Regions from separate parts of the Oryctolagus cuniculus genome. Here region 2 is linked to region 1. A link is a contact called in public Micro-C data. All regions are on one chromosome and are shown on one strand. The core of a region is the stretch at or near the end of the contact, and the rest is flanking DNA. Distances in the headings are between cores, read along the strand shown. Region 1 overlaps LOC103348382 (a long non-coding RNA gene). Region 2 holds the start of CDK17 (cyclin dependent kinase 17).

Region 1 (5,390 bases), core at 725-3,224:
AAAAAAAAAAATACAATTGCTTTTCCCACCAAATATTGGCTCCGTCCTTGGGCAAACAGGTTCAGGAAGATACTCCACATGGAGGAATGAGGAAATACCCAGGAGGAACTGGTGAGGTTTGCCCTTCTCCTAGCCTCAGTGCAGAGGCTGAGAGAGCAAGAAGGAAAGAACAGCTGGGGCCCCCGTGGGCAAACAGACTCTGCAGAGAGGACCAAGTGTGGGCTAGGGGGCGGGGAGGGATAAGCAGTCGGGCATCAGCTTGCCACAGAACTGAAACTACCTGGAGGTTTAATTACTATCAAAGGACAGCTTTTTTTTTTCTTTTCTTTTTCTTTTTCTTTTTGAGAAGAGTCCTTTGGCAGGGGTGGATGGCAACTGGCCACTCCAGTTCTCTGCAGTAAGTTCATCTCATCAGCAAACAATGCTGTGTGTCTGACAACCAGCCCCTAGAAGAGTCCAGGGGATGACTACCCAGCATTCTCCGAGGGTTTCCTTCCGCGTCTGCATTCACTAGAAGCTTCTGGAGCACTCCAGTTAGGGGTAGGGTTGGCAGAGGAAACACAAGGTACCCTGTTAAATTTGAATTTACAAAATAAATACTTTAAAAATCTAGTTCTTAACTGAAAATAAATATTGAATGTATTTATGGTATAGAACATGATGTTATGAAATATGTATACATTCAGAACTAATTAGCAAATGCATGACCTCACGTATTTATCATTTTTGGGTGGTGAGAACACTTTACAGCTACTCTTAGTGATTTTCGAGCATGTGATACATTGTGGTGATCAAGTCACCAAGTCACACAATGAATCTCCTGAATTATTGCTCCTGTCTAATGGGAATTTTATATGTTTTGATAAGCATCTTCCCAAATCCAGCCTCAGGAACCAACATTTAACTCTCCTTTTTGATGACTTTAAAAAAAACACCCTTTTTTCTTTTTTTATTTCAGACACACACACACAGAATCTCACATCCACTGGTTCACTTCCCAAATACTCACAACAACTTGGGCTGAGCCAGCCAAAACCAGGAACTGGGAACACCGTCAAAGTCTCCTACATGGGTGGCAGGGACTTCAGTCACTGGAGCCATCGCTGCTGCCTTCCAGGGTCTATATTGACAGGACGCTGGAGCTGGGAGCATTGAACACAGGTACTCCACTGTGGGACGTGGACATCTTAACCAGTGCATTAACCACTAGGCTAAACACCTGTCCCCAAGCTGATTTTTTGTCTGCTAAATCTGGCATCCCCACAAAGCACCCTCTGACATTCTGATGGCTGGGATTCCAGATTTTGCTTAGGTTGTGAGTTCGGAGACTGGCTGGTCTCTGGGGCTCACACTGCCGCTTCAGCTTTCTCTTCTGTGGACTATATGATAGCGCAGTTTCAAATACCACAAGCCTCAGATTCATAACAAATGGCCTTGGGCCTGGTTTTGTTTGCTGATACCCTGCTGGTGGCAGCAGTAGCCTCTAGAATTGACACCAGGTGGGAAGCAGCCTGCAGCTTCGACCCTTCCAAATGGAAACAGGCTGGGATCAGATGGCGTGTGCCGGGCTAAGCTCCACCCGGCTCCTGCAGGAGAGCTGCGTGCTGGCTGGCAGGCCTGTGTGGTAGAAAACTTCCCAAAGTGTCGCTCAGAAGTTGGCCCTTCTGGAGTTGGACATTTCCCCTGCCTTTGTCCCCCTGGGTTTTCTCACACCAATCAGGGCTCTGTGAGGAAGAAGTCACACCCCACTGGGGAGGTCTCATATAAACAGTTGGGAACTCAGCACAGCTGGGCTAAGCTGCCCTTGGCTGCAAGCTAGATGACCACTACTAATGCCTGCCTGCCTCCGTGAAGACCTATGCTCAACTACTGGACCAGAGTCAGAGAATTCTCTATTGCCTTCCAACCCCCAGAAATTATGGACATGAATTAATAAAGAGCACACTTCCACCTCAGCAAGCCCACCGTTTAGCCCCTTCGCTTCACTTGCTTGAAGACATGAAGGAGGTTGGGCGTGTGGTGCAGTAGCTAACATGACCGGGTCTGCATGGAAGTGCTTGGGTTTGAGTCCCAGCTCTGCTTCCTAGTCCAGTTTCCTGCTAATATACACCCTGAGAGGTAGCAGGTGATAGCTCAGGAACTTGGTTCTCTGCCACCCATGTGGGAGACTCAGATCGAGTTCCTGGCTCCTGACTTCAGCCCTGGCCCAGCCCTGGCTGTTGTAGGCATTTTGAGAGTCAACCAATGGGTAGTAATACCCTCTCTCTGCCTTTCATATAAGTAAAAATAAACACATTAATTAACTTAAAAATAAGGATTATAAAAAAGAAGATATGAAGGAGAAACAGAAAAAAAGTTTGGTCCTCATGGTGAGAACCACAGCCTTGACCACCCTAGCCTGAAACATTCAGACAAATCTGCTCTCACTAGGATGGCGCTCCTGTTATATAGTTCTCCCTTGATGGAGCTGTCTGCCGGACCCTCTGAAACACACAATACCTTGGCACCAGCTCAAAAAAACCAACATTCATTGCTGACTGCGTCTCCACCTAGCACCCGTCCCTAACCACCCTTCCTGGAAAATGATGGAGGAGGGGGTAGTTGGCCAGCGCCAACACCACCTGGCCCTCAGCAGCAGCCCTGGCCCCTGGCCCGGAAGCGGCCCTGGCCCCTCCACCGAAAGCTCCTCCGGGATGTGCACGGGGCTGCACATCCTTCTTCTCACAGCTTGAGCTTCCTGCAGGGCTGCGGAGTCACCTTTGTTGGCGTGGGTCTCTCTGACCTTGGATGACATGGGAAGTGGAGGCCAGTGGGTGAAACTGGGAGGCTAAGCTGTGATTTGCCACTATCCGGCCTAGGGTGGGACACATTGTCCCCGAAGAGGGAGGGTAACTTCCCACCACACCCAGCCACAGGCAGGCTTTCCAGGGGCAGTGCGCCCACCCCTTTCCCCCTCTGGCTCTGAAAATGCCTGCCTCCTACTGTGGCCCAGTTGCAGGCAGAGGTAATCTGAACTTGACCACGAAGCTAACACTCGACTCTTTGTCTTCTGCTTTGGGAAGCCTGAACTCCCTTTAGAATAGCTGGGTTTTGGGGAAGGGGGGTGGGTGTATATAAAATTCCTTTCAGAGATTTGCTCACAAAACACCGTCTTGCTGCAAACTCACAAGGACTTCAGCAGCCAGAAACCAAAATCAGACATTTGCATCCATCAATGTTTACTAATCCAGAAATCTCGTAAATGCAGCATGTTTTCCTCAAACATCGCAAACTGGAAGAGACTCTCACATTGGCCTAGTCAGACAACACCCAGCAGCCTCAGCCAGGTCCCAAGGAACAGGAATATGAGTGGAACTTGGGCCTCACAGTAGGTCCTTGAAAGATGAAACAAAGCATCCACTGACATACATAGTGAGAGAACCTAACGGTAACACAGACCTGCCTTTTTTTTTTTTTTTAAGTCTGTTTATTTGAAAGGCAGAGAGAGAGAGAGAGAGAGAGAGAGAAAGTTCATCCACTGGCTCACTCTCCAAATGCCTGCAGCGGCTGGGTCTGGGCCAGGTCAAAGCCAGGAGCTAGGGATTCCATCTGGGTGGGTGGTAGGGACCCAAGCACTTGAACCATTGCCTGCTGACTCAAAAGGGCATGCATTAGCAGGAAGCTAGATCAGAAGTGGAGGAGCTGGAGTTGAATCAGGCACTCCCATATGGGAAGCAGGTGCCCCAAGATGTGGCTTAATTCACAAACTGCAACACCCACCCACCCCAGACCTGCCTTCTTGGATGGACGCAGTGGAGTCACTGAATTTTCCACTCACACACAACTGTTTGGTACCATTCAGATTACTGAAGTGACATGGACAGGCTTTATCTTGCTGCCCTTGGGGGAGGGCCTTGTCTGTGCCACTGTCAAATTTCCCCTCAGCCTGGGACTCCCTTATGGGGCAGTCTCTGGCCCCAGCAAGCTTCTGGCTGTGCTGAAGTGTCACTGCCTCAGAGAAGCTTTCTCTGTCACCCCTGCCATCTCCTGCAGACATCTGCTTGTTCCCGTTGCTAGCAGAGCATTTACTGCACGTGGGATTTTTGTCTTCATTCGTGTGGTGATGCATTTACTGTAAGGCTCTTTTGCAGGCTACGAGCTCCTTAACAGCAGTGTTGTGGGTTGAGTTGTGTCCCTATCCCCCCATAAAATACACGTCAGGGGCCTAATCCCACCCCATACCTCAGAATGTGACCTGTTTGGGAATAGGGCCATTGCAGGTATGATCGGTTAAGAGGAAGTCAGCTTGGAGTAGAGTGAGTCCTTTTAAAGAAGTCTGCCACAAGAAGACAGAGAGGACACCATGTCTGATGAAGCTGACCTTGGGGTTATACAGCTTGGAGTTGAGGACACCACCAGAAGTTAGGAAAAGGCAAGGAAGGAGCCCCCCATCCCGCCGCCCCCGGCTCTCAGAGGGAGCACATAGCAATGGTTACTAAGGAGAACCCAGGGCAAACTGTGTAAGTTAGCAGGTGTTAGTGGTCAGGATGGTGGGAAGACAGGGAGTACAGCCTTGTCCTCGAGGATCCCACACAGCTCCGTGGTGTGACTCTCGTATTGGACAGAGTCCATTCATTCAACACAAGTGGTCCCTGCTCTTACTTAGTGTAATGAAATAGCAACTTAATGGCATGGAACAACAGATATGCCAACAACTGTCCCTTCTTGAGGAAATCAGTCAAGTATTGACAGAGGGGGTAGCCTTTGAACTACATGGTTGGCACTCTCGATCACCCTTAGCACCTGCAGTTTCAGTAAAGTGTTAAGGGTAAGCACCAAATTATCACAAGCTGAGAAAGCATCTAGTGAGGCTAAATAATCCTTCCAAACAGCTTGGCTCCAAAAGAAAACAAGAGATGAATGTTCTTTCTTCAGTCTTCCCAACTCAATGAATAGCCTCCACCTAGTTATGCAGACCAAAACCCTAGGAACAGTGGTTCCTCAGTATCCACATAGGATTGCATCCTTGGATACCAAAATCTGTAGATGCTCAAGTCCCTTGTGTAAAATGGTGCAGGATTTGCCTATAACATATGCATATCGCCCCCTCTACTTTAAGGCATCTCTAGATTACTTATAATGCCCAATAAAATGACAGTGCCATGTAAATAGTTGTTATACCATATTATTTATGAGAAAACAATGAGAAGAAAAAGTCCTTATGACACATGGTAAGTGTAGATGCACTTTTCCTAAAATAATCTTAATTTATGATTGGTTGAATCCATGGGTGTATAACTATAGATAGCCTATTAGATTAGTGAGGATATGCTAACTTTCACACAAGCAACTCCAAGTTCTCAGTGGCTTAACACAACAAAGGTTTATTTCTTACTCATGTCATAGTCTGA
Region 2 (5,169 bases), core at 2,592-5,091, 290 kb after region 1:
TGGGAAAGCAGTAGAGGATGGCCCAAGTCCTTGGGCCCCTGCACCCACATGGAAGGCCAGGAAGAAGCTCCGGGCTCCTGGCTTCAGATCGGCAGCTCTGGCTGTTGTGACCATCTGGGAAGTGAACCAGTGGATGGAAGATTTTCTCTCTCTGCCTCTCCTCTCTCTGTGTAACTCTGACTTTCAAATAAATAAATCTTTTTTTAAAAATGTCATAAACCTATTATTTATCTTCTGCATTTAAAATGCAGAATGCCATAATCATTGTATAAAATACAGCTTAAATGATGATTTTCTTTTTAAAAATGTAGGCAAAAACTATACATTTTAAACTGGATTTAACATATAATGGTTTTTTCCTTTGTTGACAATACAGCAATAAATTCATTAAGTAATTATCCACCCTGGAAGTATAAAAGCTATGCAGAACAATGCCAGAAGCCGATGCTATAGTTTTACAAAGAATGAGAAACAGCAATAAAGATGCAAACTGTGATGTCCTATAAATATCAGCACAAATGGACAATAACAAAGAGAACAGGACAAAAAGTTTTTGTTCACAGGTAATTATGATCTCCACTGCTAAATAACTCTAACTTTAGTTGTCATAGCTTCCACTCTTCACAAAATATTTGCAATGTTTTCCAGCTATTACTGTTTCATCAATGCAGGGGGAAAGGAAGACATAATGCTGAAAATAAGAGATAAAACAACCTTGACAGAGCAAAGAAAATGATTTTGCATGTCATCTATTTCTGCCATAATTGTAGAACTGAACAAGTATCTGAAAACTAAATACATATATATGTAAAAAATATATATATATACATACATTCAAAACTGCTCTCAGTCCACGCAACTATCCAATACTACAGAGAAAATAAAACTTAAGTTTTCTATATGTTGTAAAACAAAGACTTATTAGGAGAAGATTAGTTGTACCAAACTATCATATACACTGAATCTATTCTTCCAATTAAATTTTCCTTACTAGTTTCTTCTTGTTTTTCTGGTAACCAGAGTACATGGGAAAGGCTGCATAGTATCAGTAACACTGAAAGTTACTTTGTTGGGCCTGAATCCAAAGTCAACAATAAATTACATATTTTATAGAATCTTCTTTTAGTAATAGCCAAATTATGAAAGTAACAAGGGGCGCCGGATTCTGTCCCCAGTTGCTCCTCTTCCAGTCCACCTCTCTGCTGTGGCCCCGGAGTGCAGTGAAGGATGGCCCAAGTCCTTGGGCCCTGCACCAGCATCAGAGACCAGGAGGAAGTACCTGGTTCCTGGCTTGGGATCGGCGTAGCACCCCGGCCAGCGCATAGCAGCCACTTTGGGGGTGAACCAATGCAAAAAGGAAGACCTTTCTCTCTGTCTCTCTGTCTAACTCTGCCTGTCAAAAAAAAAAAAAAAAAAGTAACAAGATTTTAATTCTGCTTTTATTAGGGTTGAAAAATAATGAGAAAACCTGTAAATATAGAAAACAATTTTTTCATTACCAATAAATCCCAGCATTCAGAAACCTTTAACTTTTTAGTAAATCCCTTCCAATGATAGTTTGATTGATTATCTAATTAGATGACAGAAAAAACAATGTATTTTCAATATGGCCTTTTGATAAATGTTGTACATATCAAATATGAATTATATGACCTGTCAATTCCACAAAGGTTTCTAAAACAGTGAAGTGGTGAAAGAAGGTACAGAGTCCTGTGATTTAGAGACTGGCCCGTGACCTGAAATCTCTTTCATCAGCAATTTCTAGTATGGAAGCAACCAGCAAGACATAGGTTTTATTTTTATTTTCTTTCCACATTTAAGTAATGTTTTTATTTGCACTGTAAGAATAATCAAATTAATTATATTTGTATAATAATTTTAAGGCAGCTTAAATTCTAAGACTCAGCAATTTGTTTTGGAAGCCCAGCATTCAAAGTGTTGGTGCTTCTGGCCTATGAGAGGGTTCCTAGATAACAAGACCCTTTACATTCCAATTTCCTCTCATACAACATAAAATAAGGAATATTCTGTAAATACAGTCATTTTTCTTTTGGTCCCTCTCATTGTTTATGGAAATATGCAGATGTTATTACAAAGACTGAAATGACTTCATTAACAAAGCAACACCCAATGCTTAATAAGACACTTCCTTACACGGATAAAAGAACAAAACCAGCTATGACCACCAGCAATCTAGTTTAGTCTTATTTCTAGCCTCAGTGAGGTTCTGGTCAACTCAACGTATCAAAAGTCTTAAAATGCCATTCATTTTCTTCTGTCCGATGTTCAACAAAGTAAACCTAAAACACAGCAACTCAGATTTGTTACTTCCTACACAAACGTCTTTGAAAAGAAATCCTATAACAAAGAACCCCCCCCCCCAAAAAAAGGCAAAGTTTGCAAGAATTGCCTGTCTTTAAGTCAAACATTTCCTGATAAGTGACAGAAGGCCTAGCTGCCAGAAATACACTTTGCTGATCCTAGGAACGACCAAGGCTCAAAAACAAAATCTGCCACTTCTGTATTAGAAAATTAATTTGGCTAGGGGCTAATAGAACACGACCAGCGACGTGTCTCCGCGGACGCTTGCACATAAAGGAGAAGCGCCACGGACTGAAGCTACATGCTTTTGCCTTTTTTTTTTCTTCCAGAAGAAAAGCTAATTGTTAATGGCCATGTGACATTACAGAGCCCAGAAAGGAAAAGGTGGGGGGGGGGGGAGGAGTTCAAGGCAGTTCAGGGTCAGAACAAGCTCAGGCATCCTGTCATTAGCAAACGCTCCTCCAGCTCAAGGCAAAAGACTGCTTACTCAAAAAGCAGTGGGTGAAGAGTGGGGGAAGAACGCGGGGGAAGCCACCGGAGAGGCAGTTGTGGCAGTGTGGGGGGTGCCGAGAGGGAGGGGATCTGGAGCTATCCAGCGGAGTTGGGGCGCAGAGGCATCGGGCACAAAAACGCTGAGAAAAGCGGCTGCGACCGAAAGGGCACCGGCACCCCCCCACGCCATCGGGTCTCCGGGTTTCCCACATTCCCTCCATCTCCGCTCTGGACCAACACTCGAGGTGCGACCCGCCAGCAGGCGGCTGCCCTCCCCGAGCTTTGTCTCGGCCCGCTCCCCACGCGGGGGCTCCTCCTCCTCGCTCCCCACCGCGCACAGTCCCCGCGTCTCCAAGGAGCTGCAAGCGGCGGGCCACCGCCTCCTCGCCCACCTCCCGCGGCCCCGCGCCCCTTCCCCACCCCCCACCTCCCGAGCGCTCGACCCGGGCAGCGCCGCCCGCGCCTCCCGCTCCACCTCGCGGAGGGGGAGCTTTGTGTCTCCGGGGACTTTCTGTCTCTTTCCCTCCTCCGCCCCGCGGGGAGACCGGCCTCCCCTGGAGACCAAAGGGCGACCGTGAGCCCCGGAGGCGGCGGCCAGAGGCGCCTCTCGGGAGTGCTCCCGGCAGACACCCACACCCCACCCCACCCCCCGGAAATGCCTGGGCGACCCGGGGTCCGCGCGGGACCCGACAGGTGACAGGCACACGCGAGCGAGCCCCCCGCCCCCGGCGCCCGGCGGGTCGGCTCCCAACTTCCCGGCCGGGCCTGCGCCTCCTGCGCCCCCAGCAGCGCCTCGCCCGGCCCTCCCGTCCGTCCCACGCACCTTCCCGGCCCCCCTTGGCCCGGGGTCGGCCCGGCAGCGCGGGGAAGGCGCGGCCGCCAACTCACCAGCAAGTGCGGGGACCGCCTCGGGCGAGGCGCGGAGGGAAAGCGGCTCCGCCGACGCCCGCGGCGACCGGATGCAGGTCTGGGTCCCAGCGGTCGGCAGATCCGAGGCGTCTGCGAGACGCAGGCCTCCGTCGCCGCAGCCGCCTTCCGGCTGTAGCCCAGGGTCCGGAGCCTCCGGGAGGGGCCGCGGGTGTCTCACGCGTTGCCAAGCCCCCCGGTCAACATGGCTCCCGGGCCGCCGAGTCGCGCGGGCGGCCCCCTAATCCCCTCGGAGAAACTGGGGCGGGAGCGAGGCGGACAGGCAGGCGCCGACGCCCGGCTGAGGCGGCTCGGCCGGGCGCGGGCTCCTTCTTCTCTGCTCTGGGGCCGGACCGTGGGGCGCTGAGGAGACGGCGGGCGGCCGCTTTCGGTCGCTGCGTGTGCGTCGCTTTCTCACTCGGCGGCTGCGGATTGACGCCTCCGCCTGTTCCCCGGAGGAGAGCGAGCCAGAGAGAAAAAAGACTTTTATTGAAACGATCCAACCAGCAGCGGCAGAGAAAGGCGACCGGCCGCGGGAGCTTCCCCCACCCCCGCCTGAGCCGCTCGCCGGGGGCAGCGCGACCCCTGCCGGCGGCGGCGGCGGCGGCAATGGGGGCGGAGCCGGCGGGCAGGGGGTGGGGCCTGAAGGGCGGGGCGGGGTATCCCCAGGAAACCCCCTGCCCCCAGGCGGGGGTCTGGGCTGGGGACGACCCTTCGGGAGTGAAAAAAGTAAGCAGTGGCTGTCAAGGAAGACCGGGGAAGAAATTATCTGAATAAGTCAGCCCCTTCATTTCCCACCCCCACCCCCAGCACACACAACTCTTGCTTGCAAAGATCCAAATAATTATTGTGCAAAGTATCAATGCGCCTGTTTTTGGTCCTTCTAAAAGGCTGATGTCAAAGGACCCGTGTGGATTGCTGCAAACTCTCCCTTCGTTGTGTGTGGTGAGTTGGGTACTGGTGCAGCAGTCACGCAAACACACGCAGTTTACAAGTTAAGCTACAATTTTATGTATAATACTACCAAAAATATTGGGTCCTCAGGAGGCCAGGAGGCTAACCCCAGTGAAGGATGATCAACAATTATAATTAAAAACCGGAGCGTGGTGAGAGGGAGCTACAGGTGTGCTGAGAGCACCACGGACCACCAGTGCACCTGGTTAGGTTTGTTTTCCTGGGGGAGGCGGGCTTCCACAGGTTGGCCCAGTTTCTGCAAATGTTTCTACTTTCTTCTTTCCCAGAGGTTAAAAGCTAGTTCAGGAATGAACAGCAGAGTGAAAGTGAAGACAAACTAAAGTAATACTGACCCATTTTTTCCCACTAATAAGGATAAAAGCATGAAGTGAAAACAAACTTAAACCCCTAGAGGGAGGTGATGAGAGGATTGAAAAAAAGAAAAAGAGACCGGATGCAGAAAACCTAAACAAGGAAAAAAAAAACCTTAACCAC

The links. Hi-C and Micro-C count contacts between places; a contact is called where the count stands out from the background.
Region 2: a Micro-C map of ear pinna shows a contact between it and region 1, with 4 times the contacts expected there. The contact joins the promoter of CDK17 here to the enhancer-like site in region 1. A contact is called at or near these places in 3 of 6 Hi-C or Micro-C datasets (ear pinna, psoas muscle and an unstated tissue).

The regions. Positions count from the first base shown.
Region 1 is chr11:98,937,962-98,943,351 of mOryCun1.1, forward strand. The region is part of intron 2 of LOC103348382 (a long non-coding RNA gene); the gene reads left to right. Among named protein-coding and RNA genes, the nearest start is that of TRNAD-GUC, 37 kb to the left of the region's middle. Within about 2 kb of position 1,975, at least 5 of the 8 cell types and tissues checked have an H3K27ac peak or open chromatin away from gene starts, as enhancers often do. A contact at or near this core is called in ear pinna, where this site is marked.
Region 2 is chr11:99,228,718-99,233,886 of mOryCun1.1, forward strand. It overlaps CDK17 (cyclin dependent kinase 17), which reads right to left and starts at 3,842. Exons shown (of 17, transcript XM_051845785.2): 1 at 3,703-3,842.